2 separate regions of the Hordeum vulgare genome follow, and region 2 is linked to region 1. A link is a contact called in public Hi-C data. All regions are on one chromosome and are shown on one strand. Each heading gives the region's core, a stretch centred on a gene start, on an enhancer-like site or on the middle of the called end of the contact. The rest is flanking DNA. Distances are from core to core; before and after follow the strand shown. Region 1 holds the start of LOC123443473 (respiratory burst oxidase homolog protein B-like). Region 2 holds the start of LOC123443474.

Region 1 (6,630 bases), core at 2,712-5,211:
CGGACAACCGGCCATTTACGTCGATGAGTTGGGCCATGTTAGAGCATCTACAACCGGACATAGCAAATATGACCCCTTAAACACCCGTAGACGTACCCGGTGAGTGACCTGGCCTCTCCCCTATTTGTCCATCTATGTAGCTACACTATTCATTTTCTTCCTCATATCTTCGGTCACTTGCACGTGATTGGTGGAGAGGAAGAGAGAGAAAGAAAAGAATGAATAAAGAAACTGAAAAGGTGGTCCGAGATGGGGTCGTGTCCTATGTGGCGGACTGACCGGGCGTGTTCGGGAGCCCTCATATTCTCTTTGTGTTTAAGATGGATATTAGGGTTCGCGACAGCCCGCGCACATAGGAATGATATGAGGGGTCTGGTTTGGTCACTTATTTACTCTCTAATGTCCGGTCACTAACAAGGAGTGTCCACGGACGTATGAGGAGTCGTTTGCAACGTCTGGTTGTGGATGCTCTTAATGCGTGAAAAAGGTTGGACCGTGTTAAAAACAATACGCGCTATATTCCATGTTTAAATACGGTTCAAGGTTGATGCGATAGAGATGAGTGCGCCAATTTTTTTAAATAATACATTTTTTATTAAATTTTAAAAATATTGTGCGGGTTCAAAAAAATTTAAAAATAATAAGCCGTCGGCCTAGCCAAAATCGACTAGATCCAGTCAGCCTCCCAAAGCCGATTAGTCCCTGTCGGTCTTGACTAGGCCAATAGGCCTCTTGGCTCTACCAAGATGTCTCTAGTCGGCTTAAAAATCGCCAATTAGTACTAATCGGCCTAGCCGTGACCAATTAGTATTAATTGGCTTAGTAGTGACCAATTAGTACTAATTGATGTTGGCAAAGTCGATAGGTGCATGCATTCATATTTTTTTTACCTAACGAAGATTTTCTGATGACTAGAGTGACAAAATAGTCCTCTAATTTCTCGCATGGCAGATCCTGCTACTGGATCAGGCGGCAAGAAAAATTCCCGCCATAATTTACAGTTCCTGACTCCCCGCCATAATTTCTCACTTCTAACTTCCCCCGATAAATTCCCGCTTCTAACTTCCCGCCATCGTTTCCCGCTTCTTAGTTCCTGCCGATATCTCATGCCATAGTTTCCCTCTTGTGAGTTCCCGCCTATTCTTCTCGTCTGAACGTATAAAAAGCCTTCCACACTCCAGTGGGTAAGCAGTCCAGTGTAGTACCGTAGTTACGTCAAGATGCCCCATTATCTTTTTGATCGTAGTTTTCTCTCTAGTATGTCCCAATGTCTTCTGCATTTAGCCAACAATTTAAAGATAAGACGATATAATAGTTCCATGGGACGAACTCATCACTAGTGATGTCCTACTGAATGAGTTGGCTCACGCATTAGCTAGGAGTGGGTGGCCTCCCAGTACCTTTGGTGAGATACGGAAAGAACTTCTCAGGTTGCATGGAAGATGGAATAAGAAAGGCCAGCACCTACACCATGGAGTAGAACATCCTTTTTTATGGATGGCCCACAACAAGGAAGCGGATGATATCTTCATTACGAGTACCAAGGCCAAGAGTACCGCATCGTCGAAGGGCCAGAGCTCTGCATCGACGAAGGGCAGGAGCTCTGCATCGACGAAGGGCAAGAGCTCCACGTCGATGAAGGGCAAGAGCTCCGCATCGACGAAGGATGACGATGATGCCTTCATGTAGTTGTTAAGCTATATTCTATAAGTTCAGTCGTACCGTTTAATTCGGATGTATTTTCTATTGTTTGTTTGTAATGTCTTGTTGTGGGAGTGTTATGTTCTATCTAAGCACGTTATCGTAGTATAAGTGTTATCCCCGCTAAACTAACTAAGCACTGAAATAAAACAAGAACATGTCTCATACATAACTAGATAGTCATTTGTCCCATACATAGAATAGACATATGTATCATACATAATTAGATAGTCATGTGTCTATTATTAGATAAAAGCATCACTCACGGTGTCTGCCTAGGCGCTCAGGCGGTGTGCTAGGCATGCTCCATCCCCACCTATGGGGTGGCCTAATGTTACGAGGAGGGATCTCGGACTCGTCCTGGTCATATTGTAATGTATCATGTGTGGGTCCTGGTAGAGGAGTCAAAAACATGTCCATCCAGGTGTTGTGCTGCGATGGTGGATTTTCCTGTTCACTCCCCCACCCGGATCTGGACGCCAATGCCTCCTGATATGCATACTATTGTGCAGGAGGGAACATAAATACTGAATAAATATGTAGTCTCAATTAATATTCAAAAGAATAAATATGATGAGACATACCAGTTGGATGTGGCTGAAACATGAAACCCGGTGTGGGACTTTGCTGTTGTGGTGGAGGCCGAAACACGAAGCTGGACGAGGGAACATGCTGTTGTGGGTGTTGCCACGCTGAATTGCTAGCCTGGTCAGGAGGGGGTGGATGGGGTGTCGTGTACTGTGCTAAGCGTGGACGTGGCTGATGTCGTTGCGTGGAGGGACGCGGCTGGTGGTGGTGGTGGTGCTGAACAACGTCCGAAGTGCGGGTGCACGTGATAGCTCTGTAGACATCTCGTATCTTATGCTCCATGCGCGTAAACCATGGCTGGAGCTGAGGCCTAGGTACCAGAAGAGGTCCAAACGACAGTTGTCGTCCATAGTTCATCACGTCCCTATGAAGATTGTATGCCAACTCAGATTGAAATTGTCATTATTATTATTAAGTATGGACGACAAAGTATGTAACGACAAGATGCATTATATAAAGATAATAAATGTTACTGCGTACTGCCTAGAGCCTCAAGTATCATAGCTCGGGTACATATCACACGTAATAGTGTACGGTATCTCCTCTGCATTAGAGTGTTGAACGACGCGTAACTGTGTCCCTCTCATGTACCGATCCAAATAAGCACTGTATCCATCGAGATCAAACCCGACATCCTCGTGCTAGAGACCGTGTTGCTGTATCCCAGTCTATAACGTACTGCTGAAGTCTCTGGAGCCACTAAGCATTTGTCCTGCTTGTCCCCTTCCTTGTGATCCTGCAATTGAGGTATGTGTTTAACAATTAATCGGTGCTTCACGGTAAACAATAGTAAAAGACAATGCAATATTCAATAAGTATAAAATACCTGTGAACTACTGCTTGCAACAGGTTCTCTATAGGGGGTTGCTCGACCATCTGCCGAAGACCAAATTGCCTCATAATCCGTTGCTGCGCCATCTCCTCGACGAAGACATCGAAGATGATCTTCGATTTCATCATCTAGTAACCCCGATCTCTTGTGCATAGCTCAGAAATACCGTCGGGATATCTGGCATGTATGGCTGCTTGCGTGTACGGCTGCCAGATAACCCCATTGTATGTATCGAACTGCTCATTTAATGCCATATAGGCTCGCCTAGTCTGATCACTAGCAAAGCGTCTCTGCGCAAAACATAAGCGAGTTTCAGCCATAGTGTACGCAAAATTATACCACGAGACATACCTTGCGACATGTCCAGCACAGACCGAAAGTAGACATGTCAATGTTTTTTTTCTATAGAGAGAGAAGGAACGAGGAAAAAGGAGAAAGAGAGGACGGAGAAAGGGGCGCGACACGGCCCGTGGCTGAGGCGACCTCCTATCGGCTGAGCTGTGGCCGACTGGCCAGTCGGATTTGCCGCAGTCGACTGGCGGCAGCCTAGGCCGAGTGACGTGGTCGGGCTTGTCGTCGGCTGCCACGTGGCCGAGTGGCCACATATCGACAATCGTGTTGGCTGATAAGGTCTTGTCGGCTTCGGTTGAGCCGATAGATCCACTCGGCTCTCGTGCGACCGATGATGTATTTTTTTTCTTTTTAAACCGCACAATATTTCTAAAATTTAATGAAAAATATATTATTAAAAAAAATAGTGCCAGGACAAGAGCAGTGGTTGCGCTGTGGACCGTGGACAACAACCATTGAGAGGTGGCAGCAGCCGCCATCAGCGTAGGTGCGTCAAGCTGTCCATGCCTCCAACCTCTCTCCCACGGATACACAGTAGCGCTACAGACCCTCATCATCCTTGCTGCCTGCCACGAGCACTCTCCTCCTTGTTGTTTTGTGAAGCGACTGGACTGGTGTCATTTGGTGCGCGTCGCATTGGAGGAGTAGATGAGCACGAGTGCTAGACAGCAGTACCGAACCACTACCAGGCAGGCAAAAGCCACCTGTAGATGCAACACTGGTTGGCGCTTTCTCTAGTGCGTTTAGGTTCCAGAAAACTCTCATCTGTGTTCAATAGGGTTCGCGCCTGCGCAGTTTGGTTGCGGCGGACTCGGGTTTTCTTTGCTCTTTTCTTCTTGGTGGAATTTCGAGAGATGCTCCGGGTTCCAATCAGTGGCTGAAATCTCTCTCGGGATTAAGGTACGTCGAACAGAATCTCTTCCCTCCTTGGAGTTTTCAAAAGAACGAGCGTGATTGATTCTTGGTGTCTGTTTGGTTCTCCACTTGGGTTTGGTCAGCGTGGTCAAATTCCGGTTGACTCTTCAGTGGATGATGCTTCACTCCCCTCCTGGGAATGTTTTTCTGTTTCTTGTCCATTTTTCTATCTCCCTTTCTGGCACCAAGAAAGGGATGGTTTCTAGATCTGAGCAGCTGGATGAGTGCTTTAGTGTTAATCTCAGTTCGGAAGTTATTTCTTCTGTTTGGTTTCTGTTAGTATCTTTAAAAGTTCCAATTTTCCTCCTCTCCTTCTGTTACCGTAACTAGTGTGCCGTCAATTTCTTGTTATAGAAAGAGAGATCCAACGTTCTGCTCTCCTCTTTTTAGATAATAAATAGTCTTTTCATTTTTTTAATGTATCCTATACCTGAATTGCAAATAATTCAGTCTGTCTGAGCGAACTGCGAATCTGTGATTTTACTTTCCTTCCCACTGATTTTTTTCACCTTTCTATTTGTGGATAGAACAAGAAATGCATGTTCTGTAAGTTTGTTCCGCCCAAACAGGCATTAACTTGATTGCTGTCCTTTCAGCAGACAGAAGGAGAAAATTGCCCTGAGAGGTAGAGATGGAGATGCCTGATATTGAAGCTGGCACGGTAGTCACTGATTCTGATAGTTCAAGAAGGCCACAAGACAATACTGCGACAACAATCCCAAACAGTGGAAGTTTAGAAGGTTCAAGCCACAAGACCACAAAGACCACCAGGTTCAAAGACGACGGCGACGACGGGGTTGTTGAGATTACCCTTGACATTCAACGCGATTCAGTGTCAATCCAAGATGTCAGGCCAGTTGCATTTGACGATAGTGGCTCAGCATCAGCACACAGTGGTGCACTGGTGTCACCTTCCTCATCAAGGGGTGGCAAGCTGTCATCAAAACTGAGACAGGTGACAAATGGGCTAAAGCTGACGAATCCAAGCAAGAAGGTGCCACCGCCGACCGCACCAAAGACCGCGAGGAAGAGATATGACCGAAGCAAGAGCAGTGCTGCAGTGGCACTCAAAGGCTTGCAGTTTGTGACTGCGAAAGTTGGCAACGATGGCTGGACTGCCGTGGAGAAACGATTCAATCACCTACAGGTTGATGGCATGCTACTCCGTTCAAGATTTGGGAAATGCATTGGTAACTTAAAACGGTTTCAGTGAATATAGATACGTATTTGAAAGAATGGTAATTCAAATATTGCTGCTTTTGATTGTTCAGGGATGGAAGGGTCTGACGAGTTTGCGATGCAAATGTTTGACTCGTTAGCGAGGAAGAGAGGGATGGTGAAGCAAGTGCTGACTAAGGAGGAGCTGAAAGATTTCTGGGAGCAACTCGGTGATCAGGGTTTTGACAACCGTCTGCAAACGTTCTTTGACATGTTAGTAGTTTGTGCTAAATAATTTACTTGTTTTGTTATTGTTCGGTTCTTGATGGAGATGAATTAATCCAAATTTCACTTCAAAATACTTAACACCATTTACTGCATTTTTGAAGTAAAACTACCGCAACAACTTATATTTCGTTATGATTACGGATCGGTCCTCCATCATCATAGGTTGTGTTTTCTTTCTATTCCAGACTGCTCTTACAAAGGTTTTGAAGTACTGTTTGTGGATGTATGCATTTTGTTATCTAGAGGCTGAGTGTGAACTCTTTCTGGTTTTATTGCCTTGTTCCTTTGATTTTTTTGGTCGTTTAATATAGCACTTTAACATGTCTTGACCTCTTTGTTCAGGGTTGACAAAAATGCTGATGGAAGAATCACCTCAGAGGAGGTTAAGGAGGTTAGTAGGAAGAGCCAAAACTGAAAGATCTAGTTTTAATGTCCTCATGGTGTAAATTTGATGCATTAAGCAAATGACAACATGCTTTCGCAGATTATTGCGCTTAGTGCATCAGCAAATAAACTTTCCAAGATAAAAGAGCGAGCTGATGAGTACACAGCACTTATCATGGAAGAGCTTGACCCTAACAACTTGGGCTACATAGAGGTATGTCCAATAAACTAACAGTTGAGAATTGTGCCACAGTTTTTTCCTAACCAATCTAAACGTTAACAGCTCGAGGACTTGGAGGCACTCTTACTGCAATCACCATCTGAAGCTGTCGCAAGATCAACGACCACCCACAGCTCGAAACTTAGCAAAGCTCTTAGCATGAAGCTCGCACCTAGCAATGACACAAGTCCAC
Region 2 (6,630 bases), core at 2,180-4,679, 200 kb before region 1:
GGACTCCAAACAAAACTTTGGTCACCAACACATATAACTCAACTATACCGAAATGTCACCGAACCTTAAGTGTGCAGACCCTGCGAGTTCGAGAACTATGCAGACATGACCTGAGACACTCTCCGGTCAATAACCAATAGCTGGACCTGGATGTCCATATTGGCTCCCGCTCCCACATATTCTACGAAGATCTCTATCAGTTCAACCTCTATGTCAAGTATTCAGTTAATCCCGTATGATGTTCCCTTTGTCCTTCGGTATGTTACTTGCCCGAGATTTGATCGTCGGTATCTCCATACCTAGTTCAATCTCGTTACCGGCAAGTCTCTTTACTTGTTCCATAAGACAAGATCCCGTGACTAACTCCTTAGTCACATTGCTTGCAAGGCTTGTTGTGATGTTGTATTACCAAGTGGGCCCCGAGATACCTCTCCGTGACACGGAGTGACAAATCCCAGTCTTGATCCATGCCAACCCAACAGACACCTTTGGAGATACCTGTAGAGCACCTTTATAGTCGTCGAGTTACGTTGTGACGTTTGATACACACAAGGTGTTCCTCCGGTGTTCGGGAGTTGCATGATTTCATGGTCATAGGAACATATACATTGACATGCAGAAAACAATAGCAATACACTGACACAATCATATGCTATGTTTATAGTTTGGGTCTTGTCCATCACATCATTCTCCCAATGATGTGATCCCGTTATCAAGTGACAACACTTGCATATGGCCAGGAAACCTTGACCATCTTTGATCAATGAGCTAGTCAACTAGAGGCTCACTAGGGACAGCGTGTTGTCTATGTATCGACACATGCATTTGAGTTTCTAATCAGTACAATTCTAGCATGGATAATAAACGATTTTTATGAACAAGGAAATATAATAATAACCAATTTATTATTGCCTCTAGGGCATATTTCCAACACCGGACTCCCTCAGTGGCCAACCCCTAGTCTAAGGACATGCTTCACTAAGTTGTGAGCCTCGAAATTCGAGTTTCTAAACTCATGAGCAAAACTACAAGAAGGAAACGAAACACTCCAGCCTATGACTTCATGTAGATTTTCTCCATATCTTGCCGGATTCTTGAGCTTCATATCATCGGTAATGACCTTGCAATCACATGCAACGTGGATCTTCTCACAATTTAGATCTTCATCTAGTGCTAAAGCCTCCGGGACTGCTAGAGCTTCGAGAGTTTGTGGGTCGCTAATCCCCTTGAAGAATACAACCGATGCCCCCTGAAAAGATCCATCTTTCCCACGACAAATCGCTGCAGCAACACCGCGACCTAAGTTTTGGGCCACCGCAGCGTCCACATTGATCTAGAAATGATCATCCAGCGGTGGTATCCAACCAGCAGGTCGGGGTATCGTTTGTCTCACCTGACCGCTCTGATGTCCATCCAAAGCTTGGAGTTCAGAAATATAAGGTTTGATAAATTGGTTAGTGGACTGCGGGCTCTGAAATATGTCCTCATAGATTGCCTTTCGTCGTACTCTCCATATAGTTCATAAGGTTACCATCATGAGGGTGTAATGCTCCTATGACAATCCCTCATGCATCGAAAGAAGCCAATTCTTGGCATTATGACCAGTGTTGACACACAAATGCTCCACCAAAACTTCATCAGACAAAGCCGAGATGCACCTTTACATGGTGCAGTCCAAAAGAGCATGCCTCCAGGAGTCCTCACGGCCACATAGCGCGCATAGATGATTTGTGGACATGTTGCGGTGATTTAGCAGATCCGTCGTTGCCATTGAATATCTAGCCAGTCACCACAAGAACACTCTGAGCTTCGAAGGTACCTTAGTTTTCCATAGGTCAAACCATCCAGTACTATTGGTGCCTAGATCCGATGCTCCTTCATTTTCATCTCCCCGATGCTTTGTGTTGTTCATGACCATGCGATATGCGGAGCGGACAATGAACCTGCCCGTCCTCTCTTCTCACCAAGCCCAAAAATCCTCAACCGCCTGGGTACAGAGTGGGATTGAGAGGATAACGTCTACATCAAACGGAATAAAGGTCGCCCGAACCCGACCTTCCCACCACGAAGCTGAAGTATGATCAATGAGCTCCGAGACTAGTTGTGGTGGGTTGGCTGTGAGGGATGTGATCGGGCGCTTCGGCCCCATCCTTGGAAGCCAGTTAGATTCCTAGATCTTGGTCGAGCTTCCCGTTCCAATTCTATTGATCACCCCTTGTTGCATTTATCTCCCTACTGTCCACCACCGATCTCCAAATCTGAGAAGGATGATTACCCAGCTCCGCTTCAAGGAAAGTTGTGTTTGGAAAGTAGGTTGCTTTCAAAATCCTTGCACTAAGAGAACTTGGTTCAACGAGGACTCTCCAGGCTTGACGTGCTAACAGTGCCAAGTTGAAGATCTTCATGTCCCTAAAACACATTCCACCAAGTTATTTTGGATTTGTCAACACATCCCAAGAGACCCAGGCTGGTTTCCTCTTCCCCTGCTTACTCCCCCACCAAAATTGTGTGATAATTGATGTGATATTGTCACATAGGCGACGAGGTAACCTGAAACACGGCATAGAGTATACTGGAATAGATTGGGCAACCAACTCGATAAGAACCTCTTTACGAGCGACTAAAAGAAGTTTTGCATCCATCCCCTGACTTTCTCCCACACCCTGTCTCGTAGGTACTTGAAAGTGCCCATTTTTAACTGGCCAACATCTGTGGGCAGACCCAGATATCTATCACTAAGGGACTCGTTGTTCACAGCCAAAATACCCTTGATAGGCTCCCTCATATTCTGAGGGCACCCCTTGCTGAAGAAAATCGAAGATTTCATGTGATTAATTCGATGGCCCAATGCATTACAGTATAACTCCAATAGGTTTGATACCCTTGTAGCTCCCTCCATACATGACTTGAAAAGCAACAGGCTATCATCAGCAAAGAGGAGATGGTTGACAGTTGGAGCTGTCGGCGCCACCTTGATTCCTTCAAGAACAGACGACTGAAAACCAGTTTTTAAGAGGCACGAGAGGCCCTCTGTTGCAATTAAGAAAAGATAAAGGGAGATGCGATCTGCCTGTCGGATACCTCGTGTTGGAAAGAATTGTTTCAATTTCTTTCCATTGAACATAACTGAAAAATAGACAGATTGTATCACTTGCATAACTATGTTAATCCATGGATTTGCAAAACTTAGCCTTCCATCATGACCCTTAGATGTGGCTACTTCAGTCTGTCATAGGCCTTCATCATATCCAGTTTTAAAGCACAATAATTGTTTGTCTTTGCTTTGATTTGCTTTGCTCCTCTTCATAAAATGCAAACACTCTGCCCCGTGGACCCTGCTGTTGGTCCGTCGTTGTCGAATGGGCCGAGCCGTGGGGCAGGCCGGGTCTTGATCAGTTGGAGTGGCAGTCCTATCAGTGGCCTCGACACAAGAGGACTACACCAGGCAGCGACTCAAAATGCCTGCCTGGGCCAGCAGGGTAAATTAGTTTCGCGAGGAAGGAGGCCTGCAAGTTCCATATCGTCACTGATGACTATTGCTGCACCAACTCCCATTATCATCAGCAGCTGATTTGACTAGCACTAGTACTTACTGTCCTACGAGAACGTGCTCCCGTGCGCATCCGTACCGATAGATCACTAGCAGTAGCAGGCACAGACAGATTTGGAGCTGCTCTGCTCTTTAGCGGCCATGTCCAAGAAAGGAATCCAGTATGTCGTGGTCAGTGATCTCTTCTCCTCTCCTTCATTTCCTCTTCTTGGCTCGAATGGGAACTGATCTTCATGTGTGGTCTCGTCGCAGGTGGATGCCTTCACGGCCCAGCCGTTCAAGGGCAACCCGGCCGCGGTATGCTTCCTGGTGGACGACGCGGCCGCCCCCGCGGGGGACGGACGGTGGATGCAGTCCGTCGCCGTCGAGTTCAACCTCTCCCAGACGGCCTTTTTTTCGCGTGACTCGTCCCGCGCGGCCGACGCCGCCACGCCGCGGTTCCACCTCCGCTGGTTCAGCCCCGTCACGGAGGTCGCCGCCTAGCTTCCCGCCTGACAGACACCCGCTGAATCAGCGTCGTTCCTCGCAACTGATCCATATGCGCCGTCGTTCTCAGGTCGCGCTCTGCGGGCACGCGACGCTGGCCACCGCCCACTTCCTCTTCACGTCCGTCCTCGCGGAGAGCCATGGCGTGGTCGAGTTCGCCACCAAGTCCGGCGTCCTGACCGCCAAGAAGGTTCCTGCACCAGAGACTGAGGAGGAGCAGGAGAAGCTGTTCATTGAGCTGGACTTCCCCATGATTGACTATGTGGGTTGCGATCCCGCCGACGAGCTGCCGTCCATCCCGGAGATGCTCAACGGCGCGTCCGCCGTCAGTGTTCATAAATCAGTGACCACCAACGACTTCATTGTATTGTCTCTTACCTCACGCGTTGTTTTTTTTTTTTTTGCGTGCATAACCATGATTTAAAAAATTACTACTCGAAATATATGTCGTTGAAGCAACTGTAATTCAGCTACTCCAACGACCTATATTTCGGAGTATTTCTAACTCAGAAACAAATTGAGGTAAAGAATTGTGTTGGTGCTACTATTATCTTCGAACCATATTAATTGTCACTGTTTTAGTACAACTTTACTATGGAGTGAGTATAACAATTATACTAGGATGAACAACTCTTTCTTGGTGGCTGATGAACTATTGCTCACTTAAGCAGCACTTATCAGTTTATCACAGAAACATTGTTCAATAAAAATCATCTGGCTCTCCATCGGCATGATATAAGAATGCTCAAATTAACTGTAAACTGCATGCAACTTAGTTAAAGGTACAGAACTAAAGTGACAAATAAGAAACATGGATTACTGGTCTGAGTCTGACTCACCAAAAGAATCTCGCATGGCTTCCAGGTTGAACTTTCATCAGGAAAAGAGGTTGCCGACGTCCTTCCAAACATCGAAGAAATTAGAAAGTGTGCCGGCAGAGGCGTGATTGTTACAGCACCGGCGCCTGCTGGATCGGGCTATGACTTCTTCACACGTTTTTTCTGCCCAAAATTTGGGATTGATGAGGTAATGAATACATATAAATAGTGAAGCTCGTTTAACTTGCTCGTTGACGGGTACCGCGTAACCCGTTCCCAATATTTCTGTAGGATCCGGTATGTGGCAGTGCACACTGTGTTTTGGCACCCTATTGGGGTGGAAAGCTGGGGAAACAAAAACTGGTAGCGTTTCAGGTAATGTTGCTGAGTGAACTATCATTTACTACAGTGATTCCTTTTTTTTTCTGAAAAAGGAAATGCTAAAGTTAGCGCTCAATCAACCAAACTATCGTGTCAATTTTCATTTTTTTTTTCTGTTCATCTCATCGTCAGGTATCTCCAAGGAGCGGGACACTATACCTGGAGCTGGATGTTGAGAATCGGCGAGTGCGGATTCAGGGCGAAGCTGTTACTGTCATGGCTGGGACACTCTTCGCCTAGCTAGCATATTGACACTTCACGGACTTGCCCTATTAAAGAAGACTTTGTAGAAATAAATATATTTGCTGCTATGCGCTGGTCTAACAATCGATGCACCAGTTTATGGAATAAAATGGATTATCTGAACAATGTCAGGCAAAACAAGGTGGAGCTGCATGGTAGCAAGTGCTCGAATCCAACTGTAACAATATAGCTTGGAGTGAGTTGCGATTAAGAATTTTAGGTTGCAAGTTTATTTTCATGAAAAATATATTCATTAGGCCGTGACACGCGAAACCTGGATGGGTGACATTAACTGCATTTTTGAGAATCAAGGCTCGATAAAGCCATTTCTAACCGATTCTTTAAAAATAATGAAGTATTCGGTAAAGTAAAAGCTTAATGGAGTATATTTACTCCACTAAGTTTTGACCTGACCTAGCTCGATAAGGCCATTTTTCTAAGCCTTGCAATTCTAGTATATCACAACTACATATTAGCACACATCTACAAATTAAGCATAAATTTGAATGTTCAACCAAATCATGAATATAGTTTATAAACAGAATTTGAAGCTTACAAACTGAATTATTCAAATTTAAACACGTCTAATGGTCCAAATATAGCAAATAGCATGTGATAGAACAATTAGGACTCGCTTAGACGTTGCCACTGATGCTGAATAAGATCTTGTTGGAGCTGAATATGAACTTGACGGTTCTCGATCTTGCGATGCTCCTCAAGGTATGCCATGGTCCTGTTCGTATCATACTCTGGCTCAATTGGAGTCCCGTTGGTGGTGTACCGAAAGTTCTCACGCATATCCCTCTCGCCTTCAATGATCATGTTATGCAATATAATGCAACAAGTCATGATCCGCCATAGAACCTTGGAGCTCCAGTACTTGTCACGGCCACAAACAATTGTAAAGCACTTCTGAAGCGCACCGAAGGCTATCTCAACGTCTTTCCTAGGAGCTTCTTGACATTGGGCAAAGTGAATGTTTTTGTTACCTTTTGGACGAGGAATTATTTTGACCAAGGTGGCCCATTGTGGATAGATGTCATCCGCAAGGTAGTAACCCATCGAGTAGTTGTGTCCATTGACCGAGTAGATGCAAACATGAGAGCTGTTGGGGAACGTCGCATGGGAAACAAAAAATTTCCTACGCACACA

The links. Hi-C and Micro-C count contacts between places; a contact is called where the count stands out from the background.
Region 2: a Hi-C map of seedling shows a contact between it and region 1, with 2.6 times the contacts expected there. The contact joins the promoter of LOC123443474 here to the promoter of LOC123443473 in region 1. A contact is called at or near these places in 2 of 6 Hi-C or Micro-C datasets (leaf and seedling) and 1 of 1 datasets of contacts at active chromatin or transcription factors (embryo).

What each region holds. Positions count from the first base shown.
Region 1 is chr3H:190,051,111-190,057,740 of MorexV3_pseudomolecules_assembly, reverse strand. LOC123443473 (respiratory burst oxidase homolog protein B-like) reads left to right here and starts at 3,961. Exons shown (of 13, transcript XM_045119847.1): 1 at 3,961-4,372; 2 at 4,984-5,577; 3 at 5,659-5,818; 4 at 6,176-6,224; 5 at 6,318-6,431; 6 at 6,501-6,630. The coding sequence starts at 5,019.
Region 2 is chr3H:190,245,689-190,252,318 of MorexV3_pseudomolecules_assembly, reverse strand. LOC123443474 reads left to right here and starts at 3,429. Exons shown (of 6, transcript XM_045119850.1): 1 at 3,429-3,721; 2 at 3,803-4,021; 3 at 4,107-4,400; 4 at 4,901-5,062; 5 at 5,146-5,229; 6 at 5,368-5,601. The coding sequence starts at 3,692. The coding sequence ends at 5,475.